2 separate regions of the Sus scrofa genome follow, and region 1 is linked to region 2. The links are chromatin contacts, called in public Hi-C maps. All regions are on one chromosome and are shown on one strand. The core of a region is the stretch at or near the end of the contact, and the rest is flanking DNA. Distances in the headings are between cores, read along the strand shown.

Region 1 (2,700 bases), core at 168-2,667, 130 kb before region 2:
GCAGATTGGGACCTCATCTGCATACACTCAGCCATCAAAATGGCTAGACCACCCTGTGTGCAGTAGAATGACCATGTACCTTCTGAGAAGAGGACTAAGGATCAGATCCTGGGACTCTCTTCAAGAGCCAATAGAGAATAAATTTAGAAAGGTTAATTGAAGAGAAAGATCATCTAAAGGTTTATGTACGGTTTCAGGGAAACTGGAGTGAGGAGTGCCTTGGGGAGGAAAAAGATTCAATAAGGATGTAGTCCGTAGAATCTACTGCAAAAGAGATCATGTAAGAACCAAAAAGTGACTCTTGAACTCGATTATATGACGCCACTGGTTGCCTTAAGAGGTGCATTTTCAGTGGATTAGTAAGGAATATAATTTAGCCTATCCTGGAAGCATGAATTGAAATAAAGATGAGAGCTAGATGGTCAAGTTTTTTTTTTTTTGGTTTTTTTTTTTAATTTGGAGGCGTCGGAATACGATCACGGTAATGTCTTAACACAGAAGTGCCTGTTAAGTTTGTGAATGAAGAAGAGGTTTCTATAAGGCCAGATGGCCTGTCCTGGAGGCGTCACAATGCCTCAACTACGCTTTTATCCTTTCAGCCATTTCTAGGGCGGGGGCCCTTCCATATAAAGTACAGGCAAAAAATGGGAGACGAACCCCCTCCATCCTTATATGAGTCACGTTTTTGACAGCCGGGCGTGGGGATGGGAATGCTTGAATTAAACTAAGTGCCCAGGTTCCCGTGGATCTTTGCATTTACTAACGGGAAGGCTCATTCACATTTTCCGAGCCGGCACTCCCGTCCTCCATGCAACATTTTTCTTTTCCTTTTCCCTAACAGAGAGAAACCAGGGACAAAGCTTTCCTCCTTCTTCCACCTCAAGGCTGACCTTCCGCCCCCAAGCCCACTGATGGCCGTTCTCTGACCACGTGACCCTCTTCAGCCCCCGTGACTCGCCGCCGCTGACCCCTCCCCTCAGGCCGCAGACCGCCCCTCAAACCCACGTGACAGCCTCTCTCCCACCTGACTGGCTCCTCTCTTTCCCCGGGCCGGACCGGCCGCCGTCGCAGCTGCCCGACTCCAAAATGGCAGCCGCGCACAGCGCGCACCCGAGCGGCCGGACCTCCCTGACTCCCGGGCCGCCCCCCTCTCGCTCCCTGCCTCCCTACTTCGGCCTTCACCTACACGCCTTCGGATTGGCCACTAAGAATCCCGCCCCTCCAGAGCCCCGCCTGCTATTGGTCACGGTAGGCTGCCCTTCAGAGAGGCGTGCCCCCGCCGCCCCCCGCCCGGGGAGGTATTTTCCATTCTGGTGGGGGCGCGGGGAGGGGGGAGGGGAAAAGGGTGAAGAGGGGGAGGCGGCCGGGGAAAGGGGTGGGGGCCTGGCGGGGGCATCCGGCGGAGCTGGGGTCCCCGGACTCCGTCCGGAGGAAGCAAGACTGCGCTCGCACGGGCAGTCGGAGGGAGCGGGACGGGACGGCAGGCGGGCAGACTCGCCCTCTCGGTGACTGCGCCGTCCGGGCCCGTCCTGCCTGGCCGCAGGTGCCCCTGGATGAGGCCGCTCTGCGCGCCCCGACCGGTAAGTGTCTCCGTGGCCAGCCCGGCCGGTGTGCGCTTCCCGGACCCTCGCGCCTCCGTTAGCGGCCGCCTCTCCGGCCCCGGTGCCCGCGCCCGGCGCAGTCCGCCTCCGGCCGGCGCCTCCACCCCGGGTGGAGGCAGCGCCGGCCCTCTGGCAGGCAAGAGGACGACGGGCGGGGGACCGCAAACCCGGGCCGGGAGCCCGGTGCAGACCCTGCGGCGCATAGTGGGAGCTTGCACTTAGTAGGTTCTCGATGCATTTCGTGGAATTGTTTTTCTGGTTGGAGGAACATAGGTCGCTTAAGGGAAAGGGGGTTGCTCCGAGCTAGTCGGAGGGCGTTCGTGATACGGGTCGCGGTGAATCGAGGGGAGGTCACCGGAGACTGGGGCATTTGCGCGCGCCGCAGGCTAGGGGTTACCGGCCAAGTCATTTGGGGCTCTAAAGCTCCGATCCCGGGGTCCTCAAGGTCGACGAGAAGAGAGGTCCACCGGGAGGTGAGCCAGAGAACTGGGGAGCTTGGATGGGGAAAGTGACTGGAGCACCTCCGGAGTTTAACGGGAGGTGGGAAGGGATGCTCAGGCGGGCACTGAAAGACCCCTCTGCAACTCCTTGGGGCCCTAAGATTCTTTGGTGCTGGGATTTGGACGTTCAAGTAGCCAGAGGGAAGTGACTTGCTGGAGAGGGAGTTGCTTTTAAAGAAGGATGCTCAGAAACAGTTTTAAGTACACATCTTGGCTTGGTTCTGAACTTTGAAAGGCAGGGGGATTGGAGTCGAGATCACATTTTCTTTTGGTATTCCAACAAAAAGGTGGACCTTGGACGTTATCTTTTATTTTAAAATATATGTATGTGTTCGGTGGTGTTTTACCAGTTATTAGTTTTGCTGGAATTTCTCAAACTGCTCCTTGAAATTCTTGTAGCAGCTTCTCCATCTGAGAAGATCCTTTCTTCAGGTTTCTCCATCCATTGCAATGGCTTACTTCCTCCCAACGTAGCATTTTGGCTGGACTGTACTATTACACTTTGCTACTGACTTTTATTCTGCAAGATTAATAGGTAATTCGAATGCTTTCTCTCCTTGCTTTTCATTGTTTCTTTACAAGGTCATGCAAAATTGAAC
Region 2 (2,700 bases), core at 1-2,500:
CCCGGAGACGGCCCATCTGCACCCCTCTCAGTGGAAGCCTCATCTGGGCTTTGGCTGAGCTCCTCCGGGGTTCCCTGAGAAAGCCTCAGCTAAAAGGCTCTTCAGGTGAGTTAAAGTCTGCCTCCCTGTCACTTTCTCCCATAGGTCCCCAAAGTCCTAACTCTAACTCCAGGCCAAGAGAGAAAAGGCAGATCTCTGCCCTTGCCCATAGTTGTTCTTTAGCGATGGGGAGATGACCCCACATGGTCCCTGATCCTGTCCCAGGAGTGGTGGGCGTGGGGGACTGGTGTCAGAAGCCTGGTTCTGTGGGCCTTCTCAAGCCAGTGAGGGGCAGGGTGAGGCCCGAATGTGGGTCCTGACTGCTCCACTTGGCTCTGGAAGGGAGGTAGGGGAAGCTAGAGGTGAAAGGTGCAACTGCAGGCCCCAGGTGAGAGGGATGGAGGGGGGACTCCCACCCTGGCCCAGGGAACCGGGACCATCCAGCAACAACAAGGAAGGCACGACAAAGTGGGCTGTGACCTGTGGTGGGGGAAGGGCCCTTGGGCTCTAGAGGGCACACACCACAGGCTCAGGTAGGGGAGCTGCTGATTCACCAGCAGGAATGGCCCTGGTGACAGCTTTCAGAGCTCTTGAAGGAGGAGACAGGACCAGCTTCATCTCGGTGTACAGATGTGGAAACTGAGGCTCCGAGATCTCAGATGTCCCCCCCAGTCAGGGGCAAGGTGAGATCCGAACACAGGTCCTCAGGCTCCCAAGTACAGCGGACGTTTCCGCTCTGCTGTGCCCCCCTCTTCCTCTGGTGACTCTAAAAGGAGGGGTCCAGGCACAGCCGCGAAGGAGCAGGTGGGAAGAAGTCAGCTCGTCAAAGGGTGGGGAGGAAGAGGACAGTCCGACGGGTGGACGTGATCCATCGGTGAGCCCTCATCTTCCCGAGTGCCCGCAGTCCAGGCCAGGCTCAGTCCACCCTCTCTACCACTGCCCCTGCCACCCCCCCCAGCCCCCCAGCCCCCGCTTTGAATAGGAAGAGACCTGATCTGTGCTTGCAGTTCCCACCCAAGATGAGGCTGAACCACTTACGGTTCCTATTTAAAGCCATATCTCCTTCGTCATTTCAGCACCAACCAACAATTAAATCTGATTCAATCAAGCAGTGACAACTAATTTAAACTGGGCCTCACAATCCGCCTGTCCCTGGCTATTTAAAACCCTCTCCTGGCCTCTGGGCAGAGGCCAAGACTGTTTGTCCTGCCAAGAGCAAAGCCCTGCCTGCCTCGCTCCAGATCGGGATCCAGATCCGGACACAGGTAGCATGTAGGGCCGGGCCCTGTGGCCCTGTGTTGGGGCTGTCTGCCCCAGCGCAGGCCTGGGCTGAGTCTCTGGTGGGGTTCAGGGATGGCTTCTGAGAGGGATGGCTCCTGGGAGGGGTTGGGGAAGCCATGGGGAGGGGGCCCACAGAAGCAAAGAAAAGCCAAAGCCCACTTAAGAGGGCCTGTGAGCCCCAAGTGCGCACACACCTCTGGTCTTGTGTTGGTTTAGGTCAGACCCTGAGCAAAGGCGGCCGCCTGGGGAGTGCTGAGAACATTGGATTTGAATCGTGACTTGGCAATCGACTGCCCAGTCCTGTGACCTTGGCTAGGTCTCTTGGGCTTTCTCAGTGTGATCGGTCCCTTCCTCCATGTAATGGGAATTCCTAAAATCTCTCCCCAACCATCTCCCTGGGTTGCTCAGAGATCTCTCACACCTGACATCCAGATAAAAGCACTTGGAAAATAGGAAGTCCCAAGACAGGGAGATGATGAGTAGAGCCAGCTTGGGCTTGTATCCGGTCCAGTGCTGAGAGGGCAGCCTGGCGGATTCTAACACGAGTCATTCAAGGGATGGCCAGCACTCACATGGCTCTGGAGCTGCAAGAGCACACAATGATGACCCCTCCGGGCTGAGGACTCAGTCCAGCCAGGGGGAGTCAAGGAGGCACGAGGCAGTGGGCTTGGGCCGAGCTTTGGAGGCTGGGCAAGACTGGAAAAAGCTAAGAGTGGGAAAGAAGCCACACAGAGCTGGCAAAGAACTTCCACCGCCATTTCCCATCTACCCTTCACGACCACCTCCATTTAAAAAAAAAAAAAAAAAGTTTTTTTGGCTTTTGAGGGCGCACCCTCGCATATGGAGGTTCCCAGGCTAGGGGTCGAATGGGGAGCTACAGCTGCCGGCCTATGCCACAGCCATAGCAACGCAGGATCCAAGCCACGTATGCGACCTACACCACATCTCATGGCAACACTGGATTCTCGTGAAGCAGAAAATTAACTCAGGTAGTCAGTGTAGGAGCATGAACTTCGATGCATTCTTTATATGGCCATTGATGAACATTTGTGGCTTAAGGACTCCTGGAAATAACATCCCCACAGGCCGTGTTTACTGTAGGGAGTGTACCTATGCCCCAGATGGATATTAATCCCTGATCTCCTGTGATTCAGTTTGCGGGAAGAAAAGGGCAAAGAAACTATGAGACAACGGGACATTTCCACTCCTAGGACCCCTACTGGACAGGGACAGATATAGGTAATGAGCAAGGCCAATAAGAGAAAACCACATCTTTCTGGACCCCAGGTTGGTACCCCGCCCCAATCTTTAAGAGATAAAAACCCCTATAGGACAATAGAGGGCCTCTTCTCCCCCCTCCCAGCAGCCCTGGGAGCAGTT

Evidence for each region. A called contact is a pair of places that touch in the nucleus more often than the background predicts.
Region 1: a Hi-C map of skeletal muscle shows a contact between it and region 2, with 3 times the contacts expected there. The contact joins the promoter of SOCS5 here to the enhancer-like site in region 2. A contact is called at or near these places in 5 of 47 Hi-C or Micro-C datasets (fetal heart ventricle, heart right ventricle, liver and 1 more) and 1 of 2 datasets of contacts at active chromatin or transcription factors (skeletal muscle).

The regions. Positions count from the first base shown.
Region 1 is chr3:93,852,793-93,855,492 of Sscrofa11.1, reverse strand. It overlaps SOCS5 (suppressor of cytokine signaling 5), which reads left to right and starts at 1,417. Exons shown (of 2, transcript NM_001162890.1): 1 at 1,417-1,580.
Region 2 is chr3:93,726,816-93,729,515 of Sscrofa11.1, reverse strand. No RefSeq gene overlaps it. Among named protein-coding and RNA genes, the nearest start is that of MCFD2, 110 kb to the right of the region's middle. Within about 2 kb of position 1,250, at least 16 of the 83 cell types and tissues checked have an H3K27ac peak or open chromatin away from gene starts, as enhancers often do. A contact at or near this core is called in skeletal muscle, where this site is marked.